2 separate regions of the Mus musculus genome follow, and region 1 is linked to region 2. Evidence: chromatin contacts called from public Micro-C data. All regions are on one chromosome and are shown on one strand. Each heading gives the region's core, a stretch centred on a gene start, on an enhancer-like site or on the middle of the called end of the contact. The rest is flanking DNA. Distances are from core to core; before and after follow the strand shown.

What was found. A called contact is a pair of places that touch in the nucleus more often than the background predicts.
Region 1: a Micro-C map of muscle stem cells shows a contact between it and region 2, with 2.5 times the contacts expected there. The contact joins two enhancer-like sites. A contact is called at or near these places in 1 of 15 datasets of contacts at CTCF or cohesin (large pre-B cells), 9 of 484 Hi-C or Micro-C datasets (LSK cells, beige adipocytes, bone marrow-derived dendritic cells and 6 more) and 26 of 115 datasets of contacts at active chromatin or transcription factors (the 230-238 cell line, acute myeloid leukemia, bone marrow-derived dendritic cells and 14 more).

The regions. Positions count from the first base shown.
Region 1 is chr13:37,919,381-37,925,096 of GRCm38.p6, forward strand. All of the region lies in intron 7 of Rreb1 (ras responsive element binding protein 1), which reads left to right. Among named protein-coding and RNA genes, the nearest start is that of Rreb1, 33 kb to the left of the region's middle. Within about 2 kb of position 1,586, at least 15 of the 459 cell types and tissues checked have an H3K27ac peak or open chromatin away from gene starts, as enhancers often do. A contact at or near this core is called in muscle stem cells, where this site is marked.
Region 2 is chr13:37,460,330-37,466,307 of GRCm38.p6, forward strand. No RefSeq gene overlaps it. Among named protein-coding and RNA genes, the nearest start is that of Gm40914, 24 kb to the right of the region's middle. Within about 2 kb of position 1,927, at least 53 of the 459 cell types and tissues checked have an H3K27ac peak or open chromatin away from gene starts, as enhancers often do. A contact at or near this core is called in muscle stem cells, where this site is marked.

The DNA of each region.
Region 1 (5,716 bases), core at 336-2,835, 460 kb after region 2:
GGCAGGCGCTGAATGTCTTGCTTTGTTGTTGGGGCAGAACACTGTGACAGACAGACTGCACCACTGGGAACAAAGTGAGGTGGAGCAATGTGCAGGCCGCTGATGTTCAGCAGAACGGCGTGACTCATGTGTCGCTCGACGTCTACTTGCACATTTTAAAGTGAAAAGTGGATTAGTAGTGTCATCTTAAGGGTGGGACACACAGATGCTCAGTGTCTGTGAGGCCTAGGATTCAATCTGCACCTCCCCAAGGAAAAAGTAAACTAAGTGCTGATTAAATTCATTTAAGTCAAAATAGAATGTATAACATTCTATACTTACAATCAGCATACAATTATTAGTGGTACATTTTTACTTTCTCGCTATCTTATGTTTAGTAATTGAAATCTATGCTTATTGAACAGTCATACCCCGTCTTAATGGAAACCAGTCCCACACCAGGTACCTATCAGCCCACAGAGCAGGTTAAAAGACAAGCCAGAAGGCAGTGAAGCCTTCCCCAAGACTGAGCTGTGTAGCTGGATAGTCACTGTGTTGATGAAGGAGCTGCCAAAAGCAAACTTGCTCCAAGTTATTGTATAATCTTAGGTGGTTCCTTGATTAAAGGAGATTGGGTAATAAGTAATTTTAACATCATTTTAGTTAAAATATATCCAACAAATAATGGAGGCCTCATTGTGACAATGTGAGGCATTTGACCAGTCTTGACTAAAACAGGAATGTCTGAGGTGGGACCCAGGGACTGGTTAGAAAAAAAGGAGGCAAGTTCAGAGCCAAGAAAGAAAGACTCAGTAACTAAGAGCTTTGGATCTGACATTGGATATTGTGGCACTCTTTGTTCCTTCTACGTTATGGCCATCATTATGGTCACAGCATTGATCTTTAAATTACCCCAAGTTTAAGGCAGTGTCCTTGGGTTAGTCAGGAAATAGGCTATGGGAAGCTAGCAGGGTCTTTGGCAGGCACCCAGGGCTCTGAAGGGACACCAGAGCTTGTTGCAGGCCCGCCAGTCCCTTACTGTGCATCCTGGCAATGGGGCCATTGGGTGAGACATCCCAGGACGTTCTTGTCTCTGTTTCTTGGGTATTCTGAGGAACATTCAGCTCCCTTCACTGCTCGCCAACACCTGCTGAGAGACGCTGAGACTCTTAGTGTGTCAGCGACCCCATCTATTCTCAAAACACTAAACACCAAGCAAAGGTGAATAGAATACTGGAATCTTTATTAAGACTCCAGGGGTCCAAGGATCAGCCCAGTGGGAGCTGGGAGTGGAGGACAGAGACTTGGAGGGGGAGGTACCTCCCTAGCCCGGCAATTGGAGGTGTCTCAGTCGGACTTTCACAGCCTCCTCACCACCCAAGGGCAGGAGCAAGGACCAGTTTCACCTGGCTTTAGGGGCTTCTCTTCCTGTCCCCTATGAGCCCCTTAGATACTCCCTGCTTCACGACATGCTGGCTTAACTGAACAGACCTAGTGAGGTGCCTGTCTGTGCTGGACAGCCTGGGTATGTTCCTAGGATGTGGCAAGGGGAAGCTACCCAGCCAGGCCTCTGTCACAAGCCAGCATTGCTGCTCACAACAACTGGGAGAGATTACTGCAGCTGTGGGTGTCAGTTCTCTCCACAGGATGGGCCTGGGAGGGTAGGCTGAGGGAAGAGGGATGTCTGGGTGAGGTGGGGCTCTCTTAGAGAGGGATTGTTTGCACTTAGTCCTTTCGGTCTCTGGAGACAAAGCAAGAAAAATGAAGCATGAAATCCCCCTTTAAAAAGAATGCCATCAAAACTCTGTAACAAGCACAGAATTAGGCGTCTCAGGGAATCCGGCTGGGTCCCCCTTCCAGCAGGGAGTCATAGGTTCTGCTCACTGCATTTGCAGGGAACACGGAGTTGTCAGGATCAGGAAAAGTGCCCAGGCATTGAGGATGTGACCTGGGCCAACAAGGAGCCTAGACACATCTGTAAATGACAATCCTCTGAGCAAACGGGGTTACAGACAGCACTGTCCCAGCACTGCCTGGCACCTCTGTGACCTCAGGCAAGTGGAGGCTCGGTTTCCCCATCTGGAAAATAGATTTGGCGACTTGTGAGTATGAAGAGAGTGATCTTAGGCCTGAAACTATAACGAATACTGAGTTTTTTGTTCTGATACTGTTACTTAGGATGTCTTTTTGTTTGTTTGTTTGTTTGTTTACTGTGGAGGTGAGGGCAATGTGCTTTCATGTTTGAAAATTGTTGTCACACCCAGCTTTTATGTAGGTGCTGGAGGGGGTTCATCATACATTACTGAACCGTCTCCCTAGCCCACCGTGTCTTCCTAGCATCTCAAGTCCTCCAACAGAACAGTTAACATTTTGCCGTGGTCTTTCTTGGCTATCCCATTCCAGTGACACCGAGGAGTCAAATTCCAGAACAACCTCTCCCAAGTACTATGTACTTGACAGAGCATGAAAGCATTTGTCCTTTGCTCTCTATTGTCATAGAGAGCCATTTTTATCTTGCGTTGCCTTTGTAAAGTTTAGGACATTAAAGAGCTATTTAAATGGAGTCTGAGGCCTGCGTTCTGAGTGCCGTCACCTTTACAGACTATGCCAAACAGGCAGGATTAGCAGCTTGGAGGGCCTGGATGCCTACAAATAAGAGAACGACACTTCTTTTGGTAGGATGTTGGAGAAATCTACAATTGTAAAAAAGTTCCTTAATTTTGATATTTCCCCTGTAGTCTTTTGAAAATATATTTTGGGTCGTTATTTTTTTAAAGTTAGCTCGTTAGGCTTAAGAGGAGGGAGAGCATCTGTCTATCCCTCCACTCCGCCAGCTTCCCTTTGTTTGTTTATTGAGGCAGGTTCTTCCTATTTCACCCTGCCTATCATAGAACTTGCTATACAGACCAAACTTATTATACAGGCCTAGAGCTTTCTCCTGCCTCTGCCTCGGGAGTTATAGGGTTAAAAGCATGGACTACTATGCCCAAGTTGCTTGTTTTTTGTTTTTTCAGGATTTATTTTATTCATGGTTATGTGTATGTACATGTGTGTGTGTACCTACAGCGAGTAAAGGTGTTGGCTCCCTGGAACTAGACTTAGCTGCCTGGATGGGTTCTGATCATTGAACTTAGTTCCTCTATACGAAGAGTACCACCTCCTATCCATTGAGGCATCTCTGCGGCCCTCTGTTTTCTTGGAGGGAGGTGGTGTTTGTTTGGGGTGTCACTGTTTTGTTTTGAGACAGGCTCTTGCTCTATAGCCCATACTGGTGTCAAGTTCCCCAGAGTCTTCTTGCTACAGCCTCCTGAATGCTGCTATTCCGGGCACACAGACTAGCACCCAGTTCCCACTGCCCCAGAAGCGTGCTTGCTGGGACTGCACAAGAGGCCTTGGGGGACATCTGAGTGCCTGCCTCTTTAGGTTACTTTTTTGAAACACTCCTGCTGACTTCAGGATTTTTATCTTTAGAACATTACGGTCACCAGACAAATAAATAATACTGCTGTAGCAGATGCTGAAGGAGCACATCCCAGTGCCACTCAGCTACGAAGCTGACAGAGAAGACACCTGTCCTTTTTATTTTTATTTTTTAACTACTTTGGACTGGATCATTGGGTCCCTGTAATGGATGGACATGCACACCATAATGCACACCATGATACCACTCCATTTCCACCTTTGCCTCGGTGTTTTCTTGTTTGTTTGTTTGTTTTTTCCGAGACAAGGTCTCTGTGTAGCAATGTTTTCTTTTAAAAAAAAGAAAAAAGTAAATGAAAGAAAGATGCCTTTTAACAGGGATGCTTGCCATCCAAGGGATAGATATCTCAGTTCCCTTCCTAGTTAGGCACGTGGCATGCAGCAGTTAGCAATTTCCTTTCAGGTGGCTTGGCTTCTAACTTGGTCTGCAGCTGCAGCCCGCTTTGAGCTCTTGGTCCTCCTGCCCTCACCCCTGCCTATAAGGTCTTGGGGTTGCAAGTGTGTAGCACCATACTCAGTTTTGATGCTTTTTGAATCTTTGACTGGATTTGAGTATGAACTCCAGCACTGCTTGTTGCACTAAGATGTCTTTTAAGAGCTGGAAGGGCAAAACCTCAGCTCGTGTTCCCTTGACTCGGTGGATCTGGGTGGCCCACTCCTTTCCGAAGTGAGCGGGTTGCGTGCTAGTTGTCAGGGTCTTCTCTTCTGTGGCTTGCTGGTTTGAGGCTGCAGTGGAGATGAGTTCCTGTGGAGCCAGACACATTAGCAATAACATCTCTCCAACCTGGCAAAAGTCACAGCTGGGATGCGATGGCACGTGCAAGAAAAGGGATGGCGAGTATGCAAATAGGGGTTCAGAATTTTTTTTTTCTATGACTGGGAATTGAGCCCAGGACTTTACACATGGCAAACAACTGCTTTATACTCAGCTATGCTCCCAGCTTATGGAACTAGTGCTCACTGTAACAGTGTGTCCCCGTGACCTTGACAACTGAAAAACACTTCTCTAAGCACACATTGTGGGTTGTCTGTGACCATGGTTTTCCAGCACCCCATTCAACCTCTATGACTTCACATACTCACAGCTACAGTCAGAACTTTGCTCATTTATCCTGCCTGCTGCTAGGGGGAGCTTGCAGTCAGTCTATGGAACCCCCCCTCCAGCTCCTCCAGACCTCCCCTGTCTGTGCTTCACACCTACCCAGTACCAGGGTGACAATGACACTACAAGTGGTACTAAGGGAGGCTAGGAGAGAAGAGATAAGCTGCCTCCCACCATTAAGAACTTCTGTTAGAGCCCCGCCTCTCCTTTCCACTAAGGTAGGACCCCAGATTCAGAGACTGGGGAGGATGCTGGGCTCTGCCCTAACATGCCAAATTCAAAAATCTCACCGTCTTAACTATACCGTAGGCTAATGTGGTGCTGCTCATTCCAGTGCTTTCTAAGTGAGTCAGTACCATGTTCTGCCTTGGGGTACAATAGGCTACTTCTTTAACCACCATGCTTTGACAGTCAGTATAGTGAGGACGCCTATAGAGACTGAGGTCAGGCAAATGTCTGTCTCTGTGTTCATCGATGTGTTCCATGTGTCTCCTTAAACTGTTAGCAGTTTTTCCACGAAATCCCCTTCCCCCAACCCGGTGGGAATAACCTATTTCAATGTGATTTTGAAAAGGCAGTTCTGTTTTTGGAAGGAAGTGTGAGTTCGTATAGTTTCCTTGAGTTTCACAAGAAAGATTCACTTTCCCCAAATACATTTATTTTATTGACAGCAATGTTGGTTTCCAACATAGGGCCTTTTCTGTTGCCAGGAAATCAGAAGACAGCCAGTCTGGTGTGTAACAGTTCTCTCTGGCAGGTCATCAGGATCTGTTACAAAATGAAAACCCTTCAGCTCCCCCTCTGTGCTGTGACTCTTGAGTGTGTCTGCGTCTTCTCAGAATTTTGCAATCATTCTCCTGGTAGGGCTGAGATGTCCCCACAAACCCGGTTGAGGATGACAGAGTCCTGGGGACCACCCAGCCAATGGCTGTAACCTTAATGAAGAGTGACCAACTGGAGCCAGGTCTATGGGTACCCTGAGAATAGCTCCTGGTGCAGGCTCTGCCTGCTGCCACAGACTCCACAGTTACAGCGACCTCCCTTGTCCTTCAAGCACTTGGAAACAAGGTTGCAAAGCCCTCATCCCTGATAAAGGGCCGACTTACTGATGGTTCTCCTCCTCAGCTTTATTTTATTTAAGGTCTATCCACAGGT
Region 2 (5,978 bases), core at 677-3,176:
AGCTCGAGGCTGACGTGGAACATCCATGAGAAAACCAGAGAGGCTCTCCTCTGCACTCAGTTCATCACACCGCCGCCTGGCCAAAAGTCACTTGGCAGGAAGCCTTTCTGACCGGTTTCAGCCAGAGTTTCACAGTGGCTGGGACTGAAGGCGTCGTCGGCGTCCAGGCTTTGTAGATGAGGGAGGAGTGGGAAGTAAATAAGGGGAAAATAAAAGTGTAATCTTATTCTCTAGAGGGTAACTAGGTCCAATTAAAAGGCCCCACAGCCAGGGGACCTGCAATAATTTAGAATGAATTAAGGGGTGGTGAGCCAAGAGGGCACTGGGTAACCAGTCGTCGGAACTCCTAACCCCAGGTCATCAGTGACACTGCATGACTGCGAGCAAATCAGACCTTTTAACCATGGAAGGGCTAGGCCGGGTACCGCCCACTGGGCATCTGCAGCCGTACACTTCTGTGGTTCTGGAAACTGTGGGCACTTGAGAATGTTGATAGCATTGTTATCAAATCGGAGTGTTGGCATTATTCGGCCGTGCCTGTTACCTTTAAATATTCTTCAGCTGAGACACACATGACCGATTTAGGCCATGGGGTGAGGTCCTACGATCTGTGAGGGGTTGGCTTTGAGTCTGTAAAATCAACCTAAGCCATTCTGCTCCAAGAGGCCTTTGTGCTATGCATTGTTAAAGCAATCCTGGCCCAGTGGGCACTCACCAAGTCTAGGGAAAGGCAAATTTGCAGGCTGATAGAATTATCTGCATGGATTTGCTTGCTACAGCCTACAGCAAAGCCAATGGCTTCTGAGATCACATTGCCGGGTCTTTCTTCAGCATACTTCAACGAAGTTCAACCCATGAAGAATTAACACAGAGAGATAATGAGACTCTGGGCTTAACTTTAGCCTAGGTAAGATAGGACTGATCTTCCTTCCTTCCTTCCTTCCTTCCTTCCTTCCTTCCTTCCTTTCTTTCTTTCTTTCTTTCTTCCTTTTTCTTTTTTTTCCAGGTCATGAATTGTTTCTTAAATAATAAATGATTAGCTTAGCTAGGTAGTCGTTCAAAATGGCATGCTATGTGGAATCTGATTGTGCAACCTACTTCCACCTCGGCCCCTATAGCTGTTCTTTAGCTGTTGCATTCCAAAGTCTTATTAAGGCTACCTATATGGCTCCCAGCACAGCCTATCCACTACTGACAAACACAGCACAGCTGGGCACAGTGATAGACACATATAATCTGGTAACTGAGAGCCAGGGTGCAAGCTGTAGACCAACCTGAGCTACATAGGGAGACCTTATCTCACCCAAAACAGTATAAATGGCATAAAGACAAAACAAGAGGAAAGGGTGCACTCTTTTCCCTACAAACCAAAGTTCCAAGAAGCCACACCTATACTGAGCATTCTACAAAGGCTGATTGGCTGATTGGAACTTCAGTAGTTGGGGGTGGGGGACTGGAGAGATGGCTCAGTGATTAAGAGCATTGGCTGCTCTTCCAGAGGACTCTGGTTGGATTTCCAACACCCATGAGGCAGCTAATAACCGGCTATAATGCCAGTACCAGGGAATCTAGCGCCCTCATCTGGCCCCAGAGGCAAAGCACACATTAGGTGCATAAGCATGTAGGCTCATGATGTGTCCTCCTATTACCTACCATGTCTACTTATTTGCTTCAGATCACCTCTTCATTGCTTAATGAACGATGGCAACAGACAATTTTTGTTGTTGTTGTTGTTTTCCATCCACGGTTGGTTGGGTGCGCAGATGTGGAGCCTCTGAGTACTGAGTCGCTGCTCATCTCCAGCTTTCATTCTGAGAACAAATGCCAGAGAACTGCCTTTGCCAGCCCCATCTTCACACACCCAGAGCCTCACCCCTGGCTGGCCTTGCTGCCTGCCAGACCTCCTCATTTCCCAACAACTAGCTTTGCAGCTCATGCAGAGGGAAGGAAGTGGGTCACACGGCAAGCACATGTCAGGGGTAGGCACACCCGCAGCAGGCCCTGAAAGGACAGAGCTGGGATGGTTTCTCCTGCCTACTTTCTTCCGATTTAGTAATTCTGCAAACACATTCATGAGTGGGCCTGCTCTAGAATAAATTCTGTTTAAGCCAGCAAAGACCTGAAGGTGCTTTCGTTCCACCCGAAGAGGGAAGCAACACTCCTAAAAATACTTACTCAGCAAACCTCTGTGGAAGCCAGAGCCAAGACGCAGGCCACCATGCTCACAACGTGCTCGTGTATTGTCTTAGCGACACTGCCTTATTCCTCAGAGTCACCCTTCAGGATGTGACAAGGCCAAATTGTTCAAGACCTTTAAATTAGTACATACTGTTCATACACTGTGTGGATTTTATTATAAGGTGACCATATATATTACAGTGTATTCAAATCATATTTACAACCCCACTAAGCCTCTTATCTCCCTCTCCTCCAAACCATAGGCCATCTTCCTCTATTCAAATCATCCCTGTTATGGATTAGGAGGCTGTGGAGCCCATAAGAAGTGGGGTCTAGCTGGCAGAAGTAGACCCCAGCAGTAGGGCTTTGAAGGTTATACACATTTCTGGTTCAGGTCCCACTTCCTCTGCTTCCAAGTCATCTCTATGTGAATGACCCCTACCAAGTTCTTCTACCACTGTAGACTGAGTCCCTCCATGCCTCCCCTGTTATCATGGGGCAACACTTGAGATACCACGGGTCAACAAATCACCCTCCTGAGAAGTTATTTCTGTCACATTTGCAGCTGTAGTACAAGAGTTATTAAAATAGTGCCCCCTCTTTTCTTTCATGTCTTCCTTTTCACGTCTATGTTCTTCATATGAGGGGAAAAGAAGACATGTAGCATTTGACTTTCTGAGTCTAATGGATTCCATTTTATACAATGATCTTTACACTCACCCCTCTTTCTACAGATGATACAATTTCATTCTTTATGCTGAATAGAGATTCATTGCATATATATACATATATATATAGTATATATATATATATATATATATATATATATATATATATATAATACATATATTCCACATTTCCTTTAACCAGTACTAGGCTAATTCTATAACTTGGCTATTGGGAATTGTGCCCTGAGAAAGATGGGTGTACAAGAGTCTACTTCATGGGATGGTTTGTTCCCTCTAGGTCATACCCAGGAGCAGTGTAACCAACCCATTTGGTAGTTCTTGTTTTCATTTTTAAGATTTATACTAACTCCCATAGTCACTAGGCTAACTTATATTTCTACAACCAAGAAGACCAATTCTTAGCCAGAAACAACATGAGATACCTATTCTGTCTTCATTTCCTTGTTGCACCCCATAATATTCACAGGCAGAATAGGACTGTAAAAATCATTCCCCATCAGCAAAATGAAATATATGTGGTCATTTGGTTTTTAAACTAGAGAATGACCTGGAATTAGCACTGCTGTCAAGACCAGAGGTTTTCAGTCTCAGCACTGTGAACGTCTGGGATAGGATTTCCTTTACTCAGGTCATCTTGTACATCTGGGATCCCAGAGAAATAAATATGACTGCAATGGAGTCCTGAAGCATGACTCTCCAAATATATACTCACCTTTCCATGCAAAGGCCAAGGGGAGTATGAGGAGAATTTGAAAGTGTACTCAAAAAAACAAAATCTAAATGGACTGTAAAGTGAACAACTTTAGGAAGAGATGAGGGTGGGATAGTGCTAAGTCCTCAGAAAGTGGGAGAAACACAAGACTGACTGTCGTGCTTACTGCTTACAAAGCTTGAACCAGTTGTATCTCATTTAGCTTGTCTGTTTAGAGGATGAAAATATTACAGGAGCTAGGCAGGGGTGCTCCGTGTTCCTTTTCAAAGAAGCCTAGCACTATAGTTTGAAGACTTTGTAAGAGTCTTGCTTTGGCAAGGTGATCAGCAAGCAGGGTAGAAGGCTCTAGCTCCACTTAAAGAAATCCAGACTCTCAGATTTGGTCTGTTGATGGAGTTAGGAGCTATATGGGAATCAGGTATTTTAGGTAACATAGTTTGCACTTGAGAGGGGGGTGTTGGACATTTTGAGGCAAGCAAGAACAATTAGATGACCAATGACAACCATAAAAGGGTAAATACACAAGGTGGGAAGCAAGAGACACCAAATGCTCTTCAGGGACACAGAGAATACTGACAGTCCAGTGGGAAAGCCTTTTCTTCAGAAGTTCAACAAGTTGAACTAAGCAGAAAGCTGTGTTACATAGCATGGGGTTCTCATAAGCAAGAAGAAGCTCCAGATATAGGCTTCCCATGATCAATGACCAAATTCTTCACCATAGATATGGCTCGTGCATCCCTAGGGAGGATGCTGAGAAATCAAAAGCAGTAACTAACAATGGGCTGTGTTGCCTTGAGTACCCACGGGCAGAGCTAGTTGTCTCTTCTTGCACACTAGTGTGGACATAAGACAAAGGGTCCCTTTGACAAGGGCACAAGAGCGATGGACTAAATGGGCCTTTTCCACTTTCATGTCTCGAGGTTAATGTTCTTTTTGTTTACAACATCTCCAAGTATCTCTTACTTCAGGAGGTTCTGGTAGGAACAGGCTGCCCCGGTTTGATATCCTGTACTTAGCTATGTCTGACAAGGCATTCTTTTGTACTGTGCTGATTTGGACCACTCTATGATGGAAGCTTCATGCTGTTAAGAAGGTACTCTGTGAAAACAGACACTATATTATATTTTTATATAATATGTCTACTTTTGAATCACAAGCCATTAGCAAAATCAATGATGGCCATGGTTTGAACATCTCCTCCATCATGCCTGTGGAAATCAACTACCATGGTAACAATATTAAGAACTGAGGCCTTTCAGAGGTGTTTGAGTGCTGGCAGTTCTAAGTCATGCGTAGGTTAACGCTGCTATCAAGAGAATGGGTTACTTATCTCAGAAACAGGCTCCTGCAAACAAAGGATGTGTTTGGCTACTTTTCTCTTCTGCTGTGTTATGATGTAGCAAGAAGGTGCTCAAGGAAAAACAAAACAAAACAAAACAACCTACCTAAAGGTTAAGAGTGAAAATCAAATCTTTGCTATTTTGCCATGGGAAGATGTTCAGGCAGGAGGAAGTGAGTTCCCTGTGGAATCTGCTATCATCAGGCACAGATGGGGGAGCAGTTCGTGGCCTTGGAGAACGCAGGTCAAGGTTCTGGTTCCTTCTAAGTCATAAGAGGGGTGGGGGGAGCTCCTTGGATTGTGATCAAAAAGGCAACTAGATCCAAAGACAAGAGCACCCCAGATGGTAGTCATTTAGACTTTTGTATCTGAGGATGCTGCTACACAGGTACCGTGTTTTTGCTATGTGAGAAAGCCATCAGTCACCTGGACAAGACAGCCCTCTTTCTGTGTTTAGCTCATTTGCAGGACAGACAGTTGAATGAGTCATTAAATAAACACGGAATGATAAGTGTAGGATCTGTTTCTAGGCTTGTCAGAGGTAAATAAGGGTAACTATTTGGGAGTCTTGTGGGTGTCACATGGCATGCACACCATTTGAGAGTGTACCCGTTTGCCGGGGCTGCATAACAAATACCACAGAGAGGGCAACCTAAAACAGCAGACAGCTATGTCCTCACAGCGCTTGTCTAAGGCCAAGTCATGGACTGGCTTGCTTCCAAGGCTTGTAGCTGATCTCCCTGTGTGTGTCAGAGTCCTAATGTCCTCCTATAAAGGTAGGTTGGATGAATGCCTACTCAAATGACCATTTTAACTCAATTTCACATTCAAATGGTCTGTCTTAATACGCAGCCATTCTACGTTATAGAAGTGGAGGATCAAACCTTGTGCATATACATTTTGGGGCTATAACTTAGCCCACAACAGAGGCTCTTATCTAAACATGCAGGGGAAAGTGGATCTCTGCATGGTGTCATTCCTAGGAACACAGAAGGTGGGAGCTTTCCCACAAGACTGGAGGATAGCCCTTGCCCCAGGAGTAAAGAGATGTTCACACTCT